Linked DNA regions of Macaca mulatta: region 2 is linked to region 1. Evidence: chromatin contacts called from public Hi-C data. All regions are on one chromosome and are shown on one strand. Each heading gives the region's core, a stretch centred on a gene start, on an enhancer-like site or on the middle of the called end of the contact. The rest is flanking DNA. Distances are from core to core; before and after follow the strand shown.

Region 1 (7,546 bases), core at 4,513-7,012:
CTCTCCTTCCACCATGAGTAGCTTCTTGAAGCCCTCACCAGAAGCAGACGTTGACGCCATGCTTCTTGTACAGCCTACAGAAAACTGTGAGCCAAATAAACCTCTTTTCTTTATAAATTAACCAGCCTCAGGTATTCTTTTATAGCAGCACAAAATGGACTAAGACAGTTGCTTAAGAGTTTTAAATTTTCCAGGTGGAAGCAACTTTAATTTACTGATCTTTATTATTAATTTCTAGTTGTACTGCATTGTGACAGATCCTACTTTATTTCTACTCCTTGGAATCTGAGTTTTTCCTTGTTGCCTAGTATTTAGTCAATTTTCTTCAATCTTGAAAAGGTGTATTCTCCTATCACAGCATACAGTAGCTATAATAAGAATTATCTTACTGAGAATCTGTTTAAGTGTTCTACATTTTTCCTTGTTTTTATGTGGTTCATCTGGCCAACACACACATTCTGTTTCCCTAGGTTATTAAGGACTCTCCTTTGATTCCTGTCACCACAATGCTCAATCGGTTATAGTTTTTCTTTCACAAAAATTGGTTAAATGTTACTGTTTCAATTATCATCACCTATAAACTGATGACTCCCCAATCCCTGTATCCTCACATCTGAACTCCAATACCCAATTTCCAAATATCTGGAGGATAATCTCATTTTATTTCCTATCATGGATTCAATCTCATCCAAAATAAATTCCACCTTCTTCCCTACTCTGCTCCTGGGTCCAAATCTTGCTTCAGTCTTGCGATAGCTCATTATACCTATAAACATTTCACACTGCTTATCGTTTAAGGAGTGACTTGTCTTATAAACCAAAATGGAAGGTTATAAAAGGCAGGAATACAGCATCTTTGTAACCTATAAATACAATTCCAGAACCCAATCCTGCCTGAGGAAAAAACAAGTACATTTATGACATGCTGGTAAATGACTAAGCTTAATCCATCAGCTTCAGGGTACGGGTGGAGGAAGCGGGAAACAGAGGGTGAGGACTGGGTCTTAGGGGCCCCAAAGTGCATAGTCAAAGTGATCCTGGAGGCAATATATCCACTAACCGGCCACCCAAAATAAATGCTAGCTCTGCCCAAGACTCAGGAAAAACTCAGTGTAATAAATCTGATCTTTTTATACTTTTCTCTAAAATAAAGAAGATATCACATAGAGCAACCTGTGGGAAATTAACTAGACTCATTACATACCAATACTTCTGACCATATGGTATAATTACAGCTAAGAGTTTCATAGTCATAATGGATTTCTATCACCCCAGGCAACTCCTAAAACCTATTCTCTGTACAACTTCACCCTCAGAAGCAAACAGCCCTGAAGGCAAAGTAAAAAGTGTCAGGCACTCAGTAAAGACATTTGTGTGGGCCTCTGCCTCTAGGGTTGCAGCATTTCTAAAGAAAAGGTAAAGTGTCTCTAAGCAAATTATAGAGGGGCTCTGCCTGATCAGTTCATACACAGCACTGGAGAACACTTGTCAACTATTACCGGGAAATGAGGACAAATAAAGAATGCCCCAGCCGGGCGCGGTGGCTCACGCCTGTAATCCCAGCACTTTGGGAGGCTGAGGCAGGCGGATCACGAGGTCAGGAGATCAAGACCATCCTGGCTAACACAGTGAAACCCCATCTCTACTAAAAATACAAAAAAGTTAGCCGGGCGTAGTGGCGGGCGCCTGTAGTCCCAGCTACTCGGGAGGCTGAGGCAGGAGAATGGTGTGAACCCGGGAGGCGGAGATTGCAGCGAGCCAAGATCGCGCCACTGCACTCCAGCCTGGGCAGCAGAGCGAGTCTCCGTCTCAAGAAAAAAAAAAAAAGAATGCCCCATTCACCAACAACGAAATTATGAGAAATGCATCTAGGAGGCAGAGCAGCCCTGGGCCATTACTGCAAATTCTGATGTCAGATTCCCTGAGTCCGAATCCCTGTTCCACTGCTTACAACTGTGTGACCTTTAGCAAATGTTTTAACCCCTCTCTGCCTCAGTTCTGTCACCTGTAAGGTGGCAGTAATTTCCATACCACTCAATATTACTCTGAGAAGTACATGAGACAATAAACACATGAAAAGCATTTGGACTAGTGCCTAGCATATAACAGCATGTAAGTGCTCATTAAGTGTTAAACATTACTTTCATCAATAGTGGAATATATTTTCACTTAGGCTAGTAGTCTTCACATCTATTGAACATCAAAAAGGGGACGGGGATTAGAAGAGCTAGTCATGTGTTCAATGAAAACATTCAAATATACCTGTTGAGAACAGAGTTCAGAAAATGGGTTCAGAACAGTTTCTATGCCCACAGTTTCTGTCTGCAGGTTTTCCCTACCTCTCCCCTCACTGCACCCAACATATAGGGAAAATGGCCACCCACCCACCCACAGCTGGAGCTGTGGAAAGGCTCTGCCACACAGAATAAAACAAAAGTAAAATAGAATGTGTGTGTGTACATAGGCTTACCAGGTGTGAATTGTCCCCCAAAGCTAGAGATGAAGGATGTGCTTGTCCCAAAGTAAACAATCTGAACACACAAAGGCTGTGATTTCTTTTTTTTTTTTTTTTTGAGACGGAGTTTCGCTCTGTCACCCAGGCTGGAGTGCAGTGGCACGATCTCGGCTCACTGCAAGCTCCGCTTCCCGGGTTCACGCCATTCTCCTGCCTCAGCCTCCTGAGTAGCTGGGACTATAGGCACCCACCACCACGCCCAGCTAATTTTTTGTATTTTTAGTAGACACAGGGTTTCATCGTGTTAGCCAGGATGGTCTCGATCTCCTGACCTCGTGATCTGCCTGTCTTGGGCTCCCAAAGTGCCGGGATTACAGGCGAGAGCCACCACGCCCGGCTGGGCTGTGATTCTTACCCAGTAACATCATCTCCCCGACACTGCTGTCATCTTCCTTCTCTGAGGTGAGAGTAGGATCCAAGCTCACACATTCTTCCTGGCAGTGAAATACATTCAAATCCTCAAAGACCACCAGTTCCTGAAAGAGCAAGAGGCCCCTTTCATCTTAGTAACTGAGGTTCACTGACAGCCCTACTGGTAACAAAAACTGACGAACAAAGATCAAGGGAAGGGATGGCAAGAGGGACCTATAAATCCCACAGAGGTGCAGCAAAGACAGGACAGCCAGGCTGAGAAGGGCTCAAGGAAAAAGCAGAAGAAAAACACCCAAGAAGGCCAACTCCTAAGAATGTGTTTTTACACACACGTTGGCCAAGCATGGAAGGTGATGGATTCAGACAGTGAATAGGAAAACCAAACCCACCTCAGGGTTAGCTTTCAAATACAGAGACACTGTCTCTTGTTCCTGTTGGACTCCTTTGGGCAGAAGCTTCACCAAGGGACGAGGATGCACTGGGGAAAGAGGAAGGTGTCGTTAGTGAAAAACTCAGTGATTCTAACACAGAGACTCCCCATACCTTGAGGTCAGGCTGTCCTCATTCCTTTGACAGGTAACTCATGGGCTTTTCTGCTCCTGTGAGCCCTTATGGAGGTCAAGCCATAAACTCTAGGGTCTTGAACCTATGGCATCTCCCTTTTATGAAAATAATGACCTCTCTACACACCTTTCAGAATTTCCCATAGAGTATTACTAAAGGAGAGCTCGGGGCAATGTAAAGTGTGAAGATGCCCAGAAAGAGCAGAAAATTTCTAAAATTCCACATAAACCTAACTCAATAATTCATCTGATTTATCCCAAAAAGATATTTCCCTCGGCCGGGCGCGGTGGCTCAAGCCTGTAATCCCAGCACTTTGGGAGGCCGAGATGGGCGGATCAAGAGGTCAGGAGATCGAGACCATCCTGGCTAACACGGTGAAACCCCGTCTCTACTTAAAAAAATACAAAAAACTAGCCGGGCGAGGTGGCGGGCGCCTGGAGTCCCAGCTACTCGGGAGGCTGAGGCAGGAGAATGGCGTGAACCCAGGAGGCGGAGCTTGCAGTGAGCTGAGATCCGGCCACTGCACTCCAGCCTGGGCAACAGAGCGAGACTCCGTCTCAAAAAAAAAAAAAAAAAAAAAAAAGATATTTCCCTCAGAATGTTTGGGTAAAACCGACACTACAGAAAGATGCACACTGTTTATTCTGTGGCTTTACCCACACCCAGCACTTCAGAAGAATTTCCTCTTTCCAACACTAGAATTGACTCCTTTTTCAATATACACCATCCTAATTTGAATTTATAACTAACACAGAAGCCTATCTTAGACTCCAGTACCTCCTCCTCCTCTTCTAGTGAAACAAGCATGTGCTTCTCACCTCTGTTCTGAAGGCTTGAGCTCACATCTTTCATAATAACCAAGGTCTCCTTGACTTTCTGACTGGGCTGGACCAGGCTTGGCTTGGGCAAGAAGGTGAGGAAGTGCTCCAGCACTAGCTGGTGGATGGTCTTGGGCCCATTAGTGGCATCTCGAAGTAGGTCTTGGCCCAGCTTGGAGTCTGGCGGAACTCTCAGTATAAAGGACCGCTTTGGCTTTGGGGGCATAGGAACCACTTTTGCAGCCATCATGCCTTGCAACCACACACCACACTCGTTTCGCGGGGCCTCCTGAGCCACCTCTTACTAGAGGAAATCTGCCAGAGAGCCAAGCTGTAGACAGAGAAACCAGGGATTACCCACAAGACCAGGCAAGGCATTACTGCACTCCAGTATGTGGCATGGGTAGTGAGGTTACAGGAGATCTAAAGAAAACGACAGCTGGGGTTAGGAAATCATAACTGAAACGCAGTATTTGAACAAGATATGCTTAGGAAGATGTTAAAGGAAGATCCTGAGAATAAAAAAGAGACTCTGCAAACCTCAAGTCCAAAGGCAAGGGAGTAATGGCGGGGAGAAGGCCAAGGTCCAGCCTCCTGAGAAATACAAAGTGTGGCCAGGTACCGATGGCTCACACCTGTAATCCCAGCACTTTGGAAGGCCCTGGTGGGTGGGTCGCTTGCGTCCAGGAGTTCAAGACCAGCCTGGGCAACACAGCAAGACCCCGATTCTATAAAAAAATAAATAAAAAATTAGCTGGGCGGGGCGACACAAGTCTGTGGGTCCCAGCTACTCGGGAGGTGGGAGGATTGCTTGTGCCCAGGGGGTCGAGGTTGCAGTGAACTGTGATCGCGCCACTGCACTCCAGTCTGAATGACAAAGCAAGACCCTGACTCTAAAAAAGAAAGGAAAAGAGAAAGGAAAGGAGGAAGGGAGTCAGGGAAGGGAAAGAAAAGGAGAAAGAAAAGACAGAAAGACGGTGTGTAAAACCCACCAGGAAGAGGTTGAATCAGGTCTGGAGAAAGAGCAATGGGCTAGAAGACAGGAAATCTGGGGTCAATACCGCGGACATCCGCCTAGAAGCAGGTTGGTCACTGAAACTGGCCATACTGTACCCCTCGAACCGAAGCTCCCTCCGGTGCCCTTTGGGCGGGGAGGCGGTTGGTGACTCTCCCGGGGAGCAGACGCAAGGCCGAGGAGGGGTCCACACACCGCCTGCCGACTCCTCTCCGCCGTCAAAGCTCTCCTGAGAGCGGCAGGCGACATCCCACTAAGGCCCGCCGGGCCAGGCTCACTCTGGGGCCTCTTCCGCTGGTCAAGGAACACCTTTACCGTAAAGCTCAGCGTGCGCCCCTGCCTGAGGCGCTCACCAGGCTCCCTACCCGGCCTTTCTCCCTCAGCAACGGACACGCTCCGTTCCCCAGAGGCGGCCTCAGCCTGGTTCCCGCCCTCACGGAGCCCCTCACCTCTCGGGGCCTCTGCAGCCCCTGAGCGTTTGCTGGGGACGGCTCAGAGACTCAGGCTCCGGGAGAGATAGAAAAACTAGGCGCGAGCGGCCGAGCCCTCCCCTCGCCCTTCCGAGTGCCCTCACAGGTCGCCGGCGACTATTCGTTCGCGCCGTGACCAGTTAAGGTGAATTGCAGGGACGCGGTGCCTTCTGGGAGGTCGGGCGCTCTGCAGCCGTCACGTCACAACCGGTGCCTTGTTTCCGGTGCAGAAGCCTGGTCTCCCCGTTCAGAGCGGGCAATCTGCGCTTGAGACGGTAACGCTTGAGACGGGCCCAGGGAGCTCTCAGGGCTGGAGGGAGGCCAGACGGCTGCAGCCTGTCTCTCTGTGGCTCTGCCTGGAAGACGGAAGGTAAGAGGCTGGCTCCAGTCATCCATGACGGGTTGGCACTTCTCCAGCTGCGGCCAGTCTAACCCCAGGGCCTCCTGGGAAATGTAGTTCGAATGCAAACAACCAATGGACGACCGTCAGGCGCGGCCGTTGGGGCAAGGCGGACCCCCTCCAACCCCCCCGTTCCCCCGCCAAGGCTTGAAGGAAGCGAGCTCTCGGACCGGAAGATCAAGACGTCTCCGCGCGTTTCCTCCTTTCACTGCGGTTTTCCAGTAAAAGGACTGCGGAGGCGGAGAGGGTGTGGCCGGCATGGGACTCCGCCTCTGCTCTGGTGACTCCCATAGGTTAGAGCTGGGGCACCTACGTTGCCACCTCCAACTTTCTAACTTCTACTCTGCTGTCCCCACCGGCCGTCTTGTTTTTAAAAGTATCTTAATTGCCCTTCTTGTACTGTCTCTGTTCTCAATTTCAGCTTCCTACGGAGGCCGAACAGAGTTTTGTCTTTGTGCGTTGTATCCATACTCGGTTCGTTCGCCAGTGAGGCATTGATCAGGGTTGGGACAACTTGTGGGCAGGTGTGGCCTTATTTCTCGATGTAACACCAGCCTCCAGAAAGTAGACAAAAGTAAAAATATAAATGAATACTTCTTAAAGTTAATTACAGCTGACTAATCGTTTAACGATGGCTTAAAATATGTCACAAAGAAACGAGTATGAAAACTGTGTGGCACCAAGACATTCTAGAAAAATAAGGAATATCTGCCTTTTCAGATCAAAATTTACTAAAAAGGCTCCGTTAATCAAAGCAGTGTGGTTTGAACTATGAGGCAAAACAGATAACTGAGATGTTTTGAAGTAAAATATAAACCTGTGTGATTGTATTTTTTTTTTTTTTTTTTTTTTTTGAGACGGCGTCTTGCTCTGTCACCCAGGCTGGAGTGCAGTGGCCGGATCTCAGCTCACTGCAAGCTCCTCCTCTCGGGTTCACGCCATTCTCCTGCCTCAGCCTCCCGAATAGCTGGGACTACAGGCACCCGCCACTTCGCCCGGCTAGTTTTTTTGTATTTTTTAGTAGAGATGGGGTTTCACCGTGTTAGCCAGGATGGTCTCGATCTCCTGACCTCGTGATCCGCCCGTCTCGGCCTCCCAAAGTGCTGGGATTACAGGCTTGAGCCACCGCGCCCGGCATGTGATTGTATTTTTTAAATACTTTTTCTTGACTCTGTTAACAAACAAGAAATAAGACTGGAAGATAGTAGTAAAGATTAGCTACACAAAGGATTAGACATTCCCAAGACGAAATGAACCCCTGCCAACTGACAAAAAGCAAAGGCAATGAGGAGCTCTTCCCGAGAGGAGGAAACCTAATTGGTCATTAACATTTGAAAAGATGCTTAACCACACTACTAGTCAAGATTATCACTTTTAAAGGGACCAACATTT
Region 2 (7,468 bases), core at 4,082-6,581, 41 kb after region 1:
CCTTCCACTAATCACCTACTAATCTCAGAATCCACCACCTGAACCTTTTCTAATAAAAATAACTGCCTTAAAGCCAACACGGGACAGCTTTGAGCTTGATATTCTTGTCTCCTTGTGAGTCGACTTGCAATACAAAGCTTTTCTTTTTTCAGAAACCCAGTGTCATGGTATTAGCTTCTAGGGTATCAGGCTGGAATGCAGTGGTGCGATCATGGCTCACTGTAGCCTCGATCTCCTGGACTCATGCGGTCCTCCCACCTCAGCCTCCCAAGCAACTAGGACCACAGGCATTTGCCACCATACCTGGCTAATTTTTGTATTTTTTTGTAGAAATGGTATCTCACTATGTTGTCCTGGCTGGTCCCATGCTCTTGGGCTCAAGTGATCCTTCTGCTTATGCCTTCCAAAGTGCTGGGAAATGCCTCCTAGACTGGAAATATGGGATGGCTTCCCAGTTGTTAAAACACCCTGATTTGGGAGCTGATTGCTTATAAACACTAAGGAAAAGCTAAGAGCTGAGTTTGCCTTCCCATTCTGTTCTCAGGTTTCTCTCCTTATAGAGAGGTTCTGATCATCTACAAGTTTGGCTAAATCTGGGGTGTTTCTCTACTGATTTCCTAAATGTTTATAGTCTTTTTTTTGGTAAAATTGGTGATTCAATTTTATTCTTCTCTGAAGTAACAATAGATGTAGAGTCAGACATTTCTTCTGCTTTGAAGAATCTGCATTTTCTCTCCTGATCTCAAAACCTGTAAGAAGAAAAAGAAATTGCAGATATCACCTTGTCCAAGGAGAAAGAGAGAGGCAGAAAAAAGAGTTGTATTAAAGTAGTAGAGAGAAAATAGAAACTGCTAAATAGAATCCCAAAGGCTTTTATTCCAAGTAATGCTGAATTTTTCTTTTCTTTCTTCCTGTTTCTTTCCAGTGAACACTCACCTCTCCTGGAGCCAAGTCATTGTTTCTTTCCTTTGGAATCCTGCTATTCCTGCACCCATGGCTCTTCTCTATGCTCCAATGGGAAGTACAGGTCAGGGTTTGGGACTAGATATACTGGTCATAAGAAATACAGGGAACATGATAGTCTGGGTCACACTGATTTTTCCTGAGTTCAGGCTGATTTCCAGGACAGATGGCCTCTCCATATTCATTTCCTTCTAAATTAGGATTATTTCACCTGGAGCCTCTAACAGGCAGTTGGCATTTTTTGAGACATGGTCTTGCAATGTCTCCCAGGCTGGACTGCAGTGGCACAATCTCAACTCACTGCAGCCTTGACCTCCCAGGCTTAAGGGATCCTCCCACCTTAGCTTCTGGAGTAGCTGGGACCACAGACATGTGCTACCATGTCCTGATAATTTAAAAAAAATTTTGTAGAGAGAAGGGCTCTCTCTGTTGCCCAGGCTGGTCTTGAACTCCTGGCTCAAGCAATCTTCTTGCCTCGGCCTCCTAAAGTGCTAGGATTACAGGTGTGAGCCACTGTGCCTAGCATAATAGGCAGTTTTTCAACATTAGAACAAAATCTAGGAGTGCAAAAGGCTTACTGCAAAAATAATAAACAGAACAAAAACAAAATAGGGGGAAGATCCTTTTGTGCTCAATTCAAAGCTATTCTCCAGTCTCTGGGAAGAGGAGTGAATTAATTCTGCTAACGTCAATGCACTGATTTAGTTTTACCTCATTTTTTGAATATTTTGATAATAAAATTATCTAAGTTAGAACCAAAATATCAAGTTAATTGTCCTAAAATTCTGACTATATTAAAACTGAGAACTATTCTCTTATTGAATCCAAGAGAAGAGAGAGGTAAATGTGATAGTTAAACTATGCCCTGGATTAATTTCAGTTAAGAGACTTTCAAATAAGAATTGGTATCTGAGGCTGGGCGCGGTGGCTCAAGCTTGTAATCCCAGCACTTTGGGAGGCCGAGAGGGGCGGATCATGAGGTCAGAAGATCGAGACCATCCTGGCTAACACAGTGAAACCCCGTCTCTACTAAAAAATACAAAAAAACTAGCCAGGCGAGGTGGCAGGCACCTATAGTCCCAGCTACTCGGGAGGCTGAGGCAGGAGAATGGCGTAAACCCGGGAGGCAGAGCTTGCAGTAAGCTGAGATCCGGCTGGGCGACAGAGTGAGACTCCATCTCAAAAAAAAAAAAAACAAAACTGGTTTGGTTGGCAACCAGCAAAAACAATCTTTACACATTTGTTTTAGTTGAAGCCTAGAATTAGATTGTCTTGATATTAACCAAAACAAATATCTAACAGTGTTTCCATCAATCCAGAAAATTAGTAAAATGTTCCCCAGTGTGGTCTCCCACGTGTCCTGCCATGCCTTCCCTGACAAAAGTTTGGGTTGTACCCTCTTTCCAAGTTCTTTCCTCTCCCTCCTCATCTCTGACAGTTTACTCGTCTGAAAAAAAGCAAAACAAAAAACGCCGGGCATGGTGGCTTATGCCTGTAATCCCAGCACTTTGGGAGGCCGAGGTGGGTGGATCACCTGAGGTCGCGAGTTCGAGACCAGCCTGACCAACATGGAGAAACCCTGTCTCTACTAAAAATACAAAATTAGCCGGGCATGGTGGCACATGCCTATAATCCCAGCTACTAGGGAGGCTAAGGCAGGAGATTCGCTTGAACCTGGGAGGTGGAGGTTGTGGTGAGCCGAGATCCGTGCCATTGCACTCCAGCCTGGGCAACAAGAGCAAAACTCCGTCTCAAAACAAAACAAAAATAGGTTGGTAAACAGTGATCTAATATGCAAATAGAGGAATACGTCTAAATACTAACATTATCAAACAATATTAGTAAGACAGTTTGGTTAACGTTAATCCAAAGGAAAATTTAAACTCCAGAACATTTAATCAAAATATAAGTGGAGTAAAATGCATCATATACCTTTTCATGAAGAAAGGTAATATATTTCATATTAATAAAAATAAAATGCATTTCAAATGAAATGCCATTTAAATTTGCTATTTTTTTATGATCAGATTTCAAAGCTAGGAATAGGATCAAAGAGCATGTGGTACAGGTAAAAGAAAACCCTAAGTCCAGTGCTTTGGGAGGCTGAGGCGGGTGGATCACCTGAGGTCAAGAGTTCGAGACCAGCCTGGCCAACATGGCAAAACCCTGTCTCTACTAAAAATACAAAAATTAGCCGGTGTGGGGGTGTGGTGCCTATAATCCCAGCTACTCAGGAGGCTGAGGCAGGAGAATCACTTGAACCCAAGAGGCGGAGGTTGTAGTGAGCTGAGATCCTGCCACTGCACTCCAGCCTGGGTGACAGGGCGAGACTCCAGGTACTGTTCTAAGCATCCTGTGTAGCTCAGCTTATTTCTTCCTAACCCAGTGATATGAGGTGAGGTGCGTATAGTATTCCCTCAAAATAGATGAGGAAACTGAGGTTTGGTGAGATTACATAATTTGCCTGAGATTACATAGTAAATGTCAGAAAAAAGTGGTTTTGAGGCTTCAGTCTAGAATTTATGTCTCTTGAAATAGGAATGTCTAATGATCGTGCCACTGCACTTCAGCCTGGGCGACAGAGCAAGACCCTATCTCAAAAACAAAAAAACAGGAATGCCTAAAACCACCAGAATGGTCCTAGGAAGCAAACAAGATTTTCCAAACTGGACCTTGAGTGCTGTGGGGTCACTGGCTCTGCATTTGCCACGACAGCCTGCGGATCTGTCATCTTCCCTGGAATATAATAAGAAAAAAAAGGCCGGGCGTGGTGGTTCACACCTGTAACCCCAGCACAGTGGGAGGCTGAGGCGGGCAAATCACTCGAGGTCAGGAATTCAAGACCAGCTTGGCCAACATGGTGAAACCCCGTCTCTACTAAAAATACAAAAATTAGCCGTGCGTAGTGGCGGACACCTGTAATCCCGGCTACTCAGGAGGCTGAGGCAGGAGAATCGCTTGAACCCGGGAGGGGGAGGTTGCAGTCAGCTGAGACTGCGCCATTGAACTCCAGCCTGGGCAACAAGAGCAAAACTCCGTCTCGGAAAAATAAAATAAAATAAAATAAGATAAAATATCAGTACTCTTTTCACCTAGTCATCCCAAACCGACCTCTTCAATCCCATATTACCCTCTACTATCATGGTAACCTCACCTTTGGTGACAGACTAGCTGTGTGACCCCAGGCAAATGACTTATCTCAGTGCCACCACCTGTTGGAAGGGGCTGGTAATAGCATCTGCTTCATACAAACGTGTTTTCAGGATGGATCTGCATATAAGCGCTAAACACACGGTAACTGGTTGTCAGATTCAATCCCAGGACGCTTCCATTTGCGGATCTCACGGCCCGGAGGACCTGGGCCGCCTCACAACTGGGCAGCCCCGCTCACCGACACAAAGCTCACAACCGCGCCCAATAGGGAATCGGCCCTGCGGCCCTCCTGTCACTCGCCCCCAACTATCAAAAGTCCACGGCGGAGCTGAAGGCAGATCCCGCCCTTGCTGGGCTGGGCAAGAAACTGAAACTTGGAGAATGCACTGCAGGCGCCGCACGTCTCGGGCAGGTTTAAAATCCGATCTAAAATCGGAAGCAGGTACCGCGAACCCGGCCCCAAGCGCTCCTCTGGGATGTCCAGCCGCAGAAGAGAGCCCAAAGCACAGCAGGGGGTCTCCGAGGGACTCGGGGTTTCAGAATCGCCCGGCTCTTGGGCCCTCCCCCAGGGCGCTCGCGCAGTCGCGAGGCCGCGCCGCGGACTGCATCTCCCAGCAGGCCCCGCGCCGCAGGCCACGCGGCGCCACTAACTGGGCGGGCGGCTACCTCCCTAGCCTCTCCGAGATGCCGAGGAGGCCGCAGGGGCGAGTGGGACCATCTTTAGCCAGCCCAGAGTACCCGAAGCGGGTGGGGCCTGGCTTGGGGAAGGATTCATCGGGGGAAGCTTATTAACAATTCAGATTTCCAGGCCTCGCCCCGACACGGACGCACTGGAGAGCGCGTGGCCCTGGGATCTGCGTTTTCGCAAGCCCTCCGGAGTAATTCTAACCCAGGTTGCCCGCCAGTCACAACCGCCTCGGGCTTGTTTTCGTTTGGATCCAGCGGCCCTGCCCCAGCCACTCCCAGAATCTCAGGACGCGCCCCGTGGCCCCGCTTCTCGTCTCCAATTGGTCCCTCGCTCGTCCCGCCCCCGCAGGCAAATCTTCCCTTCTCATTGGTAGGTGGTGAGTGTGTGGCGAACCCTGACCCAATGGGCGCTGTAGTTCGCAAAACGTGACCCGGAAGTTGGTCACGAGCAGGCGCCGTGGGCTTGTGGACGCCTAACTCCCGCGCAGAGACTTCCGGCGTGGGAGCAGAGGTCTGGGTCCTGCGTGGGTATCCTGTAGGGTGAGAAGCGCGGCGCTCGGTTCCTGTCTCGGGGAAGTCCTGGCACGGACGGGCTACGGGGCCGGCGTGGCGGCGCCTGGGACCTACTGAGGCCTAGGCGCCGGAGCCGTCCGCGCCTGGGCTGGAGCGGGGCTCCTTGGCGTGGACTGGGAGCCTCCGGCCCTGGGCTGCAGCCGGCGCCGTCTATCCTTACACGGGTTCAGGGCGCCTTCGTAGGCGGGCACGGCTGGTTTCGGGCTAAGGCGCTCTGGAGACCCGACGATGGCGTCGGGCCCGAGCCCCCAGGAACGGGAAGGGCTCCTGATAGTGAAGCTGGAGGAGGACTGCGCCTGGAGCCAGGAGCTGCCCCCGCCTGACCCAGGGCCGAGCCCCGAGGCCTCCCACTTGCGCTTCAGACGGTTCCGCTTCCAAGAGGCAGCTGGTCCTCGCGAAGCCCTCAGCCGGCTCCAAGAGCTTTGCCATGGGTGGCTTCGGCCTGAGATGCGCACGAAAGAGCAGATCTTGGAGCTGCTGGTGCTGGAGCAGTTCCTGACCATCCTGCCCCAGGAGATCCAGAGCAGGGTGCAGGAGCTGCATCCGGAGAGCGGCGAAGAAGCGGTGACCCTTGTGGAGGATATGCAGAGAGAGCTTGGGAGACTGAGACAACAGGTGAGAGAGAGAGCGAGCTGTTTTATCTGTGGTTTGTTTAGCCCCGAGGACTGGGACATTGCCCCCCGGTCGAATTCAAGTAAATTGCACTGAGTAGACCTTACATGGGGAGGAACACTCGTCCTCCATATTTTCCCCAAATGAACATAAAGCAGTGAAGAGTGCCCTGTTTCCACGCGGAGGCAGTGTCCCTGGAACAGTTAGTGTTAGCCGTGGAGTTAGATCGCCAGCATTCAAATCTTCAATCTGCTAGTACTAGCTTTGTTACTTTGCCAAGTTACTTGATGTCTTTCGGCCTGTTTTCCTACTCGTAAAATGAGAATATTAACATACTTTATTGGGCTTACAGGAAGAGCAGCGTGTAAAGTTGTGATAACACTGCTAGCTTATAATGAGTGCTTAGTACTTGCTAGCTGTTGTTATATTAGGGTCTACGGTCTGGTCTTCTGCAAAGCTGGGCCTCCGTTAATTGTGAACTTTGAAAGATAATTTGGCACCGAGGCCCTGAGGTCATTGCCCCCCGGGCTACCCCAATTTAGCTTATCCTATAGTGAGGAATAGAAGCACCTAGGAAAGGTGGGGAGAGCAAAAGGGAGTGAGGTGTATCTTAAGAGCTGTGTGGGGAAGGTGTGCTCTGGGAGTGGGCCCTTTCCCTAACCCCTCGCCCTGCACAGGGGATCAAAAAAGCCTTTAGTGTAAACCATTTTTCTGTTGCCTGGGCCCTAAGGGATGGCCTGAGGTTCTCTGTTGAAGGCTTGCTCTCAGTATCCTATACTAATTTCCCTTCCCTTTGGGCCCTGTTGTGATGATGAGTGATGTGGGTTGGTTCCCAGGTCACAAACCATGGGCGGGAAACAGAAGTGCTTTTGGAGGAGCCTTTGCCTCTGGAAACAGCACGAGAGTCACCGAGCTTCAAGCTGGAGCCAATGGAGACTGAGCGAAGCCCTGGCCCCAGGCTGCAGGAGCTGCTAGGCCCCAGCCCCCAAAGGGACCCCCAGGCTGTAAAGGAGAGGGGTGAGGCACAGTTATCTGGGCAGGTGGGAGGGAGGAGGGGCTTGGGGGTTGCCCCCGACACAAGCAGGATGTCGCATTGGTGCGAAGGAGAAGGAATTGCTGAAGTTAAGGTTCACACGTGGAATGAAAGACCTGCAGTTGGTGGTGTGGGTTCTCCTGGGGCTGGGGGAAGGGAAGGGAGTCTCAGTGGAGCCCTTTTTTATGTAGAACAGAGGCGATTTAGAACCACTTGAATGGTGAGGGGTTTGGAGTGCTACTCTTGGTATTCCTTCCCTCTAACCCTGTCATTTTGGATATCAGTTTATTAGGCCTTTGGACAGTTTAGTGTCATCCCCAAAAGCAGAGACTGGGTGTTGGGGAATGGATACTGTGTTTTAATAATCCTTGGGTTGCCAAGAGTTAGGAATGCCATTCTCATTATAATTTCTGTCACCTTCAGCATTATCTGCTCCCTGGCTTTCTC

Evidence for each region. Hi-C and Micro-C count contacts between places; a contact is called where the count stands out from the background.
Region 2: a Hi-C map of liver shows a contact between it and region 1, with 2.5 times the contacts expected there. The contact joins the promoter of ZNF263 here to the promoter of ZNF200 in region 1. A contact is called at or near these places in 3 of 14 Hi-C or Micro-C datasets (cortical neurons, fetal cortex germinal zone and liver).

Annotation. Positions count from the first base shown.
Region 1 is chr20:4,468,940-4,476,485 of T2T-MMU8v2.0, forward strand. ZNF200 (zinc finger protein 200) reads right to left here and starts at 5,763. Exons shown (of 5, transcript NM_001261221.1): 1 at 5,383-5,763; 2 at 4,270-4,600; 3 at 3,277-3,365; 4 at 2,871-2,991. The coding sequence starts at 4,519. It overlaps LOC106994924 (a long non-coding RNA gene), which reads left to right and starts at 5,958. Exons shown (of 3, transcript XR_003725570.2): 1 at 5,958-6,530.
Region 2 is chr20:4,510,804-4,518,271 of T2T-MMU8v2.0, forward strand. ZNF263 (zinc finger protein 263) reads left to right here and starts at 5,332. Exons shown (of 6, transcript NM_001266542.1): 1 at 5,332-5,991; 2 at 6,825-7,005; 3 at 7,445-7,468. The coding sequence starts at 5,605. It overlaps LOC144337886 (a long non-coding RNA gene), which reads right to left and starts at 4,722. Exons shown (of 2, transcript XR_013411521.1): 1 at 4,118-4,722; 2 at 1-749.